2 separate regions of the Sus scrofa genome follow, and region 2 is linked to region 1. Evidence: chromatin contacts called from public Hi-C data. All regions are on one chromosome and are shown on one strand. Each heading gives the region's core, a stretch centred on a gene start, on an enhancer-like site or on the middle of the called end of the contact. The rest is flanking DNA. Distances are from core to core; before and after follow the strand shown.

Region 1 (6,168 bases), core at 906-3,405:
AGGCGCTTCTGTGATAAGAACAATTCAGCAGGGACAACATGCTGTCTCACTGCCTCAGTGATGGAGCTCGGGTGTCTGCCAGTGGTGACCCCCGATCCCTTTCTTCGAGGGGAACTCACGCTCCGTCGCCCGTCCACCATCGGCGGCAGCGAGAGAGACGCGCAGCAGCGGTGGAGTGAAGACGGAATATCGCCCGCGCCGAAGGAATCATTCTGAGCACTTTTAGTCTATTAAGTCTATGAGGCTTCTTAATAGTTTGGCTTAAGGCAAAAGTGATTTTATTCTAGTTTCATCCTCGTTGAGTCAATAATTAACTTAACCAAGTTTGATTAAAACTGAATTTCACTAAGTATGAAAACCAGCCAGACCTTTCTCCTTCCCCAGGTGACTTGACGTGCGTTCCTGTCTCTGAGCAGCTCAGGGTGTCTGGGGTGGGGGTGGGACTCGAGGCCCCAGCTTCATGGCCGTGGCTCTGCCCCAGGGGAGGCGCCAGCACCGAGTTCCCTGTCCCCTGGCCTTGGTCCTGCAGGGCGGGCTGCTCCCACCCTGACTTCCCCCAGCCGGCCCCCAGCCCCTTCTGTTTTTAGTCCTCTTGGCTCCTGATCCATCTCTTGGCTCTTTGCTTTCCTTAACCTTCCTAAAGGACCAGGTGGGCTCATGGGGATGTCCTGTCCTTGGTGACCACAGAGGCTGAGGGTCGCTCCGCAGCTGCCTTTGGGTCCGCGTGCTGGGTTAAGGGATGGGGGGTGGGGGTGCCTGCATGGTGGCTCCGAGCTCCTTTCTGGCTCTTCTTCGACCCTTGCTCCTACCATGTAGCAGTTGTCCATGCCTTTCCCACTTCCCCACCAGGATTCGCCTCTTCACGAATGAGGACTGGGTTTTGTTTGTTCGTCTGTACTTTGAGTGCCCAGCAGAGGACTTGACACCCGCCACGGTAGACTGCACCCATGGAATGGCCTCGGGAAGAGAATGAGCTCGAGGCCGTGTAGGTGCCCTTTCCTCTGGGTGTTGAGAACTGGAATTTCATGCCGTGGGGCTGGGCCCCTCCCTCACCGTTCATCTTTATGTGCTGTGAGTAGCCGTTCCTGCGTCTGGCTAGCTAGGGTGAAGTGGTGCCAGACCGCTTCCATTTAGCGGCCTCCCTGCTCTGAGTCTTTAGGTAGGAGGTAGGAGAGGAAGATGGGGAGAGAAGCTTTGATTCTGCCCAAGGAGAACGGAAAGCAAATCAAAACCGTGGAAGAGTTGAGCAGGCAAGCCTGGTCCCGAGCACCTGTTGAGGGTTTTGCTGTGTGATGTCACCGCGAGAGGCACAGCTGGCCCCGCCGTCGCTTGCCTGCGGAGGGCTTCGCCGGCCTGCGTTTGCTGCTACCTACAGTCAGCGCAGGGCTCGTTGTGTGCGTGAGCGTGTGCGCAGCTGGGAAAGATGGCCTTTAAAAAAACTGTCTGGATTGCTTGGCATTTGCCACGGGTGTTAAGTCTCCATCCTGGTTGCCAAGATTAAATTGAATTGTCCCCACAGCCGTTGGGTTTCATGGCGCACGGCACGTAGGCGCCTTTTTGCACTGGGTTCTTCCGCTCTCCGATCCTTCTTTCCCCGTTCATCTACCCCTCTTCTTTCCTTATGTACCCCACGCTCCTCACCGAGTTAGCCGTGGTACCATTTCACCGCGTCTGGCAAACCATGGCAGGGTGTGCCAGGCGTGCGCTGCTGGAGACCCCTGAGCATTTGTGTAGTGACAGGAGTGGGCAGATGCCTCACTCTCCCTTACAAGACGGGGGGCTCATTTCGGGTGTTCTTGTGATTTTTTCCCAGCCGCCTTCCAGCTGGACTGGCTTTTTTGGGGAACACGTGGACGTTTGTGTTAGAAGCTCCAGTCACATCCTTCAATCCCAAAGCTTTTTTTCCATGGTGAATTACACAGGCAGTGTTTTCCAAAATTGTCATTGATCAGTACAGGCCCAGAGAGAACACTCTGGACAACCCCTGACGCCACACCTGCGACGAGTTGATAGTTCCTGGCTCAAAGAAGTTCCAAGAGAAGGAATTCAAAGCCAGCGTGTTTCTCTCTCTGGGCATCGAGCAGTGCTGCACCACGCTCAGGTTCGCTGATGTTTAGCTTGGACTCAATCCCAGCCGGGGCAGCGGGCACAGCCTTGCTGGGTCAGATGCGGGAGGCTTTTATCCTCAAGTCTTCAACAGCGAAGAATGTCGGGCCGGACAGAGGGTCAGCTGGGTACCAGCGATTGAAGTTCTCAGTTACTGCCCACAGAAATCTGAACTTGGAACACAAGCACCCTTCCTTCTGCACGGACCTTTTTTTTTGGTATAATGAAACCATTTTTGGAAGAGTGCCTGCCTGTTATGAAAAAGCAGGCAAGCTGGTTTGGATATCTTTGTTTGTGTAAACATTTTGGTGTTATTTGTGAAAATGATCAGATGCTGGTGGGGCGGGCAGGCTGACCACGACTCCGCCTGCCACAGCTGCACAGAGGGTTTGTTTTTTTTTTTTTTTTTTTTTGAAACATACGTGGGAGATGGGGAAGAAATCCACAGTAAAGACTTGGTACAAAAAGCCATGCAGGCTGCCACTGTGCCCAGCTTTCCTTCCCATTGTGCCCTGGCTTTCTTGCTGGCTCTCTCCCAAACAGGGATCTCCTGCTTCAGCTGGACCCGCGGATCACCTGGGAAATTCTTTCAAAAGAGTGACGCTCCAGGCTAATTGAATCCAGATCTCTGGTGGGCGAGGATGATGGGTTTTGTAGGGGAAGTGGGCGGTGTGGGCCGAAAACCCCGAAGTGCCCCCATCTTTAGATTTCGTGATCTGGATGGAGAGAGACTTCTTCCTCGAGTTTTGGGTAGAAGGTTTCTGGGGGTGTTGGAGCTGGGCCGCATCCCCTTGGACAAAAGGGAGAGTGGACTTCCAGCCTGAGCCAGGCTTGGCGGGCATCGCTTCTCTGGGGGCGTTTACTGTTTCCTTGTCTTCCTTCTCCTGGTCACTTCTCAGGTCTCTGGACCTTTACAGGGTGTGCCTGCCCTCAGCAGCCTTTTTTTTTTTTTTTAAAAAAAAACAAAACAGACAGAAGCAGCTTCATCCACACATAATGCACTCACCATATAATTCATTCATTTAAAATGTACAATTCAGTGTTTTTTGGTGTATTTACAGAGTTGTGCGTGTATCACTGCCATCAGTTTTAGAATATGTTTATTAGCCCCAGCAGGTCCACACTCCTTGGCCCTCACCTCAGTTACCCCTTCTCCCAGCCCTGGGCAACCACTGGCCTGCTTTCTCTATTAGTGGATTTGCTGGTTCTGGACATTCCCTATAAACCGATGGTGCAACATGTGGTCTTTTGTATCCGGCTTCTTTCACTTAGCAGAATGTTATCAAGGCTCATCCCGGTTGTAACATATATCAGTGCTTTGCGGTTTTCTCTTTTTCTCTTTTCTTTTCTTTTTTGGCTCTGCCCGTGGAAGAGCCCAGGCCAGGGATTGAACTTGTGCTGTAGCATCGACCCAAGCCTCTGCCGTGACAACACCAGATCCTCAACCCGCTGTACCATAGAAGAATTCCCGTACTTTGTTTCTTTTTATGACTTCATAATATTCCTTCGTGTGGGTGTACCACATTCAGTGCATCCATTCATCACCTGACGAGCATCTGAACTGTTTGCAGTTTCTGGCTGTTAGGAATCATGCTGCTCTGAGAATCTGTGTACATGTCTTAGAGTGGATTATCTTTCCATTGCACTGTTTTTTTACAGCATGTCCTAAGCAGTATCGCCTCAGCCATTAGGGAAGTGTCTTAAAATGTTTGGCATCAGAGATAAGTCATTATTCCAAAGTGGACAGCTCTGGGTCAGGGGCCAGGAGACCTGGGGGACCCTGTGCGCCTGCTGGTTGTCCTCGGACTGTGAGTGGCTCAGCTCTTGAGAAGAAGGAAAGCACTCACAGCTCCTCTCCTAGGCCTCCTGCTTCTAGAGATCACGCACTTTGCGAGAGAGGTGGTGCCATGTCCCTGGATCCCTACAAGACATCAGTATTGTTTGTGTGATGAATGAGTCCACGCCGTGGCTATTGAATGTATTTGCACCTTCTAACAGTGTCGTCTTGCCTGTGTCGCTGACTGGTTTTGAGATTTATGAGGCCTCACTCAGAAGCAATGTGTGTCTGGATTAAGGGAACCTGAGAATCACTATTTATGTCTGACCCGAGGAAGTTCCCTTTAAGCTGCTTATCAGAGGTGCATGCTGAGAGCATGATGGGAAGATGGAGTCTTCCATCCGCTGGCAAAATCTGGAATCTGCTCTCACTCCATTTTAACTGGAGTGACAATAAGCTAACAGACCCATAGGTCTACCCGGAAGTATCTGCTGACAGCTTCACTTTTGTAAATTGAGTTGAAAAACTACCTGTGCTCTAATTCTGATTTTTCCCGATACTCCAAGTCTTCAGTGTGGATTAAAACATCATCCCTTTTTGTAAAAATCGAAACAAAGCAACTTTGATCTAGGTGATTTAGGAGAAACTAAATATGCCTCTAATTTCACTACCAGTATAGTGAATATTTATTTTCCACTTAAAGGGCTATCAGTGCTCCACGATTTTTGCATTTGCAATTTGAAAGCTACCAGAAAATTTCCACATTATTAAAAAATTAAGTTTCTCTCGAAAATATTCCCTGTGCAGACGCTAACACATGTGTATGCACTATTTCACCACCAGGGGGCATTGTGGTTTGACTGTCCATTTAAACAGCCCACATTCTATCAGTTTACCCAGGAAATAGAAGGCCTGGGCATATTTCTGATTCCTTCCAAGAAGGAGCCATATCTGGGAGAGAACAGATGTCGATTCTTTTTCCTTACTAGCAAACGGTAGTGTTGTCAAATTTGCTAAACTTAGCCAGTCGAAGATTAACATGCAGTATATAATATGCATGTGCCTAACTGTACAATAAGTAGTAAATCACATTTTTATGCTTTCTCTGAACTTGGAAGCTGCAAGTTATTTTTTTTTTATTCCCTGGGTGTGATGAAATAAATAACATTCAAATACATTTTAAAGATGTCAGTCAGCGGGGGGAAAAAAAGTGCTTGGCAACTGTGTTTGATAGATTTCTTTTATGATTAATTCTCCTATTAAGTTTTAATGACTTTAAAGATATAAAGCTAGAAACCACAAAACTAGGCATGGTTAATAAATAACTGAAATTCCAGGTGTATAGAAATGCATGTGTGGAAAAATGAAATCGTATATTCTCTAGGATGTATGAGGAAACGGCTCTCTGGAGAGTCTAGAGAGTCAAATATCCCCAAAAGGGAGGGGACAAGTTTAAAAACAGGGAACTCAAGGAGATTGTCTTCCTTTAGGAAAATCCTAGGAAAAACGTACTCTCTAAGATTAACCAATGTAAAGTAAATTATCTTACGAGCCAGTAATTTTCAGCAAGATGGTGGTTCTCTTGGATGGAATGCATTTCTCCATTTTGGCTTTTTAAAGTGTCTCTGTCCACAATTTCAAGTATTTCTCCCAGTTCCTCTTCACACTTTTCTCCCCAGGCTCATCTGGCCTGGAAGATGTGTGCTGATTCATTGTTTTGTAAATGTTCAAAAGCCTGCCTGGTCCCAGGAGTGGGGATCGGAGTGGCAGTATTTCAGCAATGCTCTCTCTCTCTCTCTTCTTCCTCCTGCACCCAGAATGTATGAACCAGGACTCAGCTCCTGCACAGAACATCTCTGGGAGTCGGGGAGAATTGAAGAATCAATTCTAGTTTCCACGTGGCAGGAGTGAGGCTTGCCTGGGGCTGGCGGGGTCCCCCACTCCCTGAAACACCCCCTCCACGTCCGAGCCTGTGTGTTCACGCTGGGGGCCTCTGCAGCAAGCACAGCTGGATTTTTTACTTTCTAGACCATCTCAATTCGAGGTCTTAAACTGAACAGTTTAGAAACCAAACAGACATGAATCAACATGAAGAATAACTGGGAAGAGTTACGGGGCCCCCAGAAGAATGTATAAATGTGTGTGTTTTTGTATCTGGTTATGTGTATGTTTTCATGCCTCAAAAGAGACACATGGTATATTTCAATCCATTCCCGCCACGAAGGACTTTTATTCTTGAGTGTTTCCGAGTCCCCAAAGCACAATAGATGCCATTTGGAACCTTC
Region 2 (5,697 bases), core at 187-2,686, 220 kb before region 1:
CTGGTGGAAATGAACACCCCTTTGGCAGGGGTCTTCTTTGCCGGGGCCGTGCTCACGGCAGCAGGCTTGGGGAAGCAATTAGGAGTTGGAAGCATGGGAGATTAGGAAAAAGTGAACCAAATTGCATTTGAATAATCTTGATGTGTATGCCTGCGTGGAACGGGACCTCTCTCAGTGCATCTCCAAGTTCCCCGAGGTGGTTGGCAGTGAGTACACTGTCCACTGCTGAGTACCTGTTGTCCAAGCTGTGGATAATTGGCAAAGGTTTTCAACCGGGAAACTTGTTTACTCCAGCCAGGGAGCGTAGACTCAGATCCACTGCTGAGGTCAGTGTGAAAGGGAGTGTAAATTCACTTGAAGCAGGGGATGCAGGACCAGGGAAATAAATCAGCTGGGGGTACTGGCGAGGGAGCTGAGGTAGGGAGGGACGGGTCAGGATATGTGTCCTCAAACCCGTGATTTATATTTTCCACCCATTTCGATTATCCATGCCACTCCTTATCTCTTTAGTGCAGAAAACGGAGAGCTGGTTCAGTGTTCTTAAGAACCGCCCATGATTGCATTTAGGCATTGGATTTAGTGGGTATCATTATCTCTTATTTAAGCGCTGACTATGGTGCCCGAGTCTGTGGGTGTGAGTCATCACTGGTGTTTGTGGATTTTATTGGAAACGCTCAGAGAACAGGTTGACAGGAACACGAACTGACAACACTGATGATTCCGGCAGCTTGATGTTACCCAGCTGTTCTCTTTTGTTTGGTTTTTCCTTCAGACCTAGATGGTTTTGCTTTTATTGTTTGGTTTTGTTTCTTTGTTTGTTTTTTAGAAGATGGGAGAGGGGAGAAGAGCATCCTCTGACTTTTTTCTTTCAAAGCCTCCTGCAAACTCAAGCATTTCCCTCACCAGTTGTGTCAGAGTTACTTACTTAGGAGGGATAGCTTAGGCATTTTCACTGTGTCCATAAAGTAAAAAAAAAAAAAAAAAGTGTATTACCATGCGTTGCGCATTTGCCACTTAGAGTTTCTGAATACAAATTAATCAGCTTGCAGCTGTGAATAACAATAAACCACATGATAATGTACCTGCAGAAATGAGGGCATTCAAAATCCGTTCTCGGGTGGCCCTCAGAAACAGCTAGCCGGAGGGTCGCTCGCTCCCCGTTTTCCATAATTGCGTGGCTCTGCCTTTTTGCAGTTAATCTGTTTAATAAACTCCCCTGCAGAATCTAAACGCTGAAATTTAGTTTCTTTTTGTCTTTACGGTGTTTATCATTGTTAACGTGGCATCAGAGTAGTTCAACTTTCGCATCATGATAAATTCATAACCCAAGAGAAGGCAGAAAACGTAATTATTATCAATTGCCTCTCTCCCAGAATTGCCATTGGCTGAGTGGAGCAATACAGGAACTTAAGGAGTAGCTGATTCAGAGAAACAGAGGGTTGGAACCAGGCCTCTCTTGACTGCGTTCCCATTGTTCAGGGCCCCTCCTCTTGGATTCCTCTTCCAGTTGGCCTGTGTGGTAAATTATGCAAGGCATGTCAATATTTTAAGAAGACAGACCTTTCATTTTTTTTAACCCCCTATGCACAGTGGAATCTCGTGAGCTCCCCAGTCCTTCACTGTCTTAATTGAGTGCCTGCTGGGGGTTAGGACGTATCTGTGACTAACGGAAAGTCCTTGCTGTATTCTGTGAGAAGCTGCAACATTTAAATAGGTAGTATGTAATACATCAGAGTTGGAAAGTACAAAGAAGTGTCTTTTTTTTTTTTTTTTTTTTTTAAGAATGCAGTATTTCACCCATAGACTCAGAATCACTTTCCTGAGAATCCCAAGAGTAGCAAGAGTTAAGAATTTCAGTTCTTCAACAGGGAGAAATAGCGTTAGGGTGATTGAAGTCAAAACCAGACCTGGCTCTCTATTCATTACCTCCCAGCAGTAAGGCCGGACCTCTCAAGAGAGTGTCTCTGTGGGTCTTGTTTATCCGAAATGAATAAATGCACATGATATTGGACAGTCACCTCTACTTCCCACCTCTTGCTTGGTTGTGACTGGAACACATTCGTGTTGGCGTCTCCCATCAGGGATTCAGAAGTCGAGACGTCAAGGGTTTTCCGACGTGAATCTTAGGTGATAAGAGGGAGGAGCTCAGTGTTGGGAAGAAATCCTTGTTCCTGCAGATTTGGGGCAGCGATAAGAAAAGCTCCCTTTGGGAAACTGGGAGACTATCTCCAGGGTTTCTCGCTCTCTGTGTGTGTGGGGGGGGGAATAAATATTCACGCGCACACACATGAGAGGAATAAAATTATTTGTTTTGAATTTGAATTTACTTTCGCTTTTGGAAGACCGCATAAGATCTATAAAAATCCTTTGAAAAACGGGAAGTGCTTCTCAAGTATTATTTTCACGTTCTGTCATTGATTTGGAAATTCAGAAGGAATGAATATCTGTATTTGTTTATTTCTAAAGCCCTTGGCTTCCTTTGGGGCCACTACCTGTTAGAGGCGTGTGGAAGGGAAGGCCAGGAAGAGATACTTACCATTTTGGCAGGGAGTGGTCCCTTCAGCTGGAAGCAGTCCAGGTTCTAAGTCAGACACTGGCGTGGTGTTTTCCTGTGTTTTCACATACCTGAAATGCTGTCCAAACCTCGTCAGTGACCAGCGTGCTTAACTGCCATTTCATCGTTGTACACGTTGGTCTACCTCTTTTCGAGGGCTGCCTTCCCCATGGTAACATGAAGGTTACCCCATGAAGGATATTTTTAAGGTGCTGTGGTGGCCTGGCAGCCTCATGTTGGAATTCTCCCTCCACGAATGGACTCCGTTCTATGAATAGGTACCATTTCAGCTTAACTAAGACTTTAAAACGTTCTCCCTTGATGATTCACTTTTCACACCAAGATGCCCCTTAATCCGCCAGAACCTGTCAGTGTTCTCTTCTCCTTGGGCCTCTGCGCTGATTCCCTCCCCAGCAAACAGGCGCCCCCAGTGCTTGGCCCAGGAGTTACTACCTGATGGGCCCCCGTTCCTCGTCTCTCTCTGCAGGTACTGTGCGCCCTGACATTCTAAGCTGCCTGCAGGAAGAAGGGGCGCGGGCCCAGCATCCTGATTATGTTAGGAGAACATAAGACCCATTTAAAAAAATTCCTGGATTATGAATGAATCGAGCATGCACACAGCGGTTCCATTTTTAAAAAGCTTTGTGAATGCTAACTCATACGCAGCCTTTAGAAATTTGAAGTCTAACATTCAGAATGCTCTAATCCCTAAATTCTCTGGTTCAGGTTATGCTATTTTTATGAGTATTAATTTCCATACAGGCCTTTAAAAATCAATTGCTCCCTGTAATTACAACACTGCGTTCTAGTGTTTGTGATATATCACACGGGGATACTTGAGGGTCATCAGGAGTTCACGGGTGTGGTGCTGGGGCCAAGGCCTCGCCCCAGGGCGCTGGCTCCAGCGGCCTTGTTTTTGTATGTCTCGGCAGGGTTTACAAGTTACTCAATAGCCGAGATTGCTGTTCCATCGTGCCTGTTTCGTTTTCAAAGCGTTGAAAAAGAGTATTCTCTAAAACTCCAGTATTTTGGGAAGTCTTGGACTTGATAAGGCATTTTCGAAATTGAAGAACTAGGAAACCATAGAAACAAAATGCTTATAATTCTCCCAAGTCAAAAGCTAACTCTGATTTTATTATGCATTGACCACAAGTCACTGTATGTTGGATTGATCGGGGGAAAAAGAACCACAGGTCTCTATTGTAAAAGTAGAAGTAAAATGACCCACAGGTCTCCTAACGTAAGGGATTTCAAAATTAAATCCAACTTAAAAAAACCAACCCCGACTGAGTTGATACAGCAGGATCTTGGATACAGGTTGGTTTGTTTATTTTTATTTTTTTACCCCAGTGATTAGGATAACAACACCACTTCTAATTTCCTGCTGGGTGACCTGGAAAACGGTTGACTTGACAGTGGGTCCTTTTGTCAAGAGAAGATGGGAAGGAAAAGAAACCCCTACCCCATACCCGTCGGCTTTAAAATAAGAAAATACACACACACACACACACACACACACACACACGTTACGAAGTTGGTAAAGGTGATGGAAGAAAATGTTGTGCCTCATTCATAATTAATTTTAAATTATTATGAAATATTTATTGTTGTTATTGGTGAGGAAAGGGCTGTGCCAAGTCTCCTGTCTTCAGATAGCTCCGGACTTTAAAGTGGAGCGTGGCCGTGCTTGTCATTCTCGGTTTGTGGCCTTTCATGGTTGTGTGTGTGTGTGTGTTTCTGGAAGGGGATGCGCCTCACTGTCGTTAGCTCTTCTTGTTTAAAGTCTAGTTGATTTTCAAGGTTGTGACCATCTCTTTGCTGCAACAGAGCGATTCAGTTATACGTGTACACACAGCAGCCCTTCTTGTTCCGATTCTTTGCCCACGTGGGTTATCACAGACTGTTGAGGAGATGGCCTGGGCTCTACAGCAGGTCCCTGCTGCCCATCCATTTCCTGTACCATGTGCCAGTCCCCAACCCCAGTCCAGCCCTCTCCCCGACCTTTCTGATTTGGTAACCATAGCTTGTTTTCAAAGTCTGTGAGTCTCTGTGTTTTGTAAATAAGTTCATTTGTATCCCTTTTTTTAGATTTTACATGCAAGTGATATCACATGGTATTTGTCTAACTTCAGTTAGTATGATAATCTCTAGGTCCGTCCATGTTCTTTCAAAGGGCATTTTTTTCATTCTTTTTTTATGGCTGAGTAATATTCCCTCATTTATATATGTGTATGTATAAATACACTTCTTTATCCATTTCTTTGTCCGTGGACATTTAGGTGGCTTCCATTTTTTTGGCTGTTGTAAGTAGTGCTGCAGTGAACACTGGGGTGCATGTATCTTTTTTAAAAAAAAGTTTATTGAAGTATAGTTGAAGTTTATTGACGTATAGTTGATACATGATAAGTAGGTGTACAATACAGTGATTCCCAATGATTAAAAGTTATTCTCCATTTATAGTTAATATAAAAGTTATATTCCCCACGTTGTGTGCTACATCCTTACAGCTTATTTAATAATTTTATACATGACAGGTTGTACCTCTTGTTCTTCTGCCTCTATCGTGCTCCTCCCCTATTCACAACCCCTAGTTTGTGCTCTCGATCTTCGAGTCTGCTTCTTTTTCTTCAATGTACTAGTTTGTTGTGTTTTTTTAGATTCTGTGTATAAGGGATGTCATAGCGTATCTGTCTTGCTCTGTGTGACCTCTTTCCCTTAGCATCGTGCCTTCCAAGTGTGTCCATGGTGCTGCAAATGACAGCATTGCTTTTTTTTTTTTACTATCCGAGGAGTATTCCATTGTATATACATCTTCTTTATCCATTCTTTGTCGGTGGACACTTGGGTTGCTTCCAGGTCCTGTAAAGAGTGCTGCTGTGAACACTGGGGCGCAGGTATCTTCTCAAATTCCTGTTTTGTTCTTTTCACACACACCCCCAGACGTGGAATTGCTGGGTCAGATGGTGGTTCTCTTTTTAGTTTTTTGAGGAACCTCCACACTGTTTGGAAAATAGGTATTTTTGTGAAGCCTTTGCTTTTTCAGTCTGTCGGTTGGCCTTGCTTTTTCAGCAGGCACGTTCAGCGCTTTGAAGGTCGTTTTGTGGTTTCCCTTTCCCTGCTTGGAGCACCTTCCGCGGGGCCGT

Evidence for each region. Hi-C and Micro-C count contacts between places; a contact is called where the count stands out from the background.
Region 2: a Hi-C map of liver shows a contact between it and region 1, with 12 times the contacts expected there. The contact joins two enhancer-like sites. A contact is called at or near these places in 3 of 47 Hi-C or Micro-C datasets (embryonic fibroblasts, liver and skeletal muscle) and 1 of 2 datasets of contacts at active chromatin or transcription factors (skeletal muscle).

What each region holds. Positions count from the first base shown.
Region 1 is chr6:9,523,483-9,529,650 of Sscrofa11.1, reverse strand. All of the region lies in intron 8 of WWOX (WW domain-containing oxidoreductase), which reads left to right. Among named protein-coding and RNA genes, the nearest start is that of WWOX, 340 kb to the left of the region's middle. Within about 2 kb of position 2,155, at least 9 of the 83 cell types and tissues checked have an H3K27ac peak or open chromatin away from gene starts, as enhancers often do. A contact at or near this core is called in liver, where this site is marked.
Region 2 is chr6:9,743,455-9,749,151 of Sscrofa11.1, reverse strand. The region is part of intron 5 of WWOX (WW domain-containing oxidoreductase); the gene reads left to right. Among named protein-coding and RNA genes, the nearest start is that of WWOX, 120 kb to the left of the region's middle. Within about 2 kb of position 1,436, at least 17 of the 83 cell types and tissues checked have an H3K27ac peak or open chromatin away from gene starts, as enhancers often do. A contact at or near this core is called in liver, where this site is marked.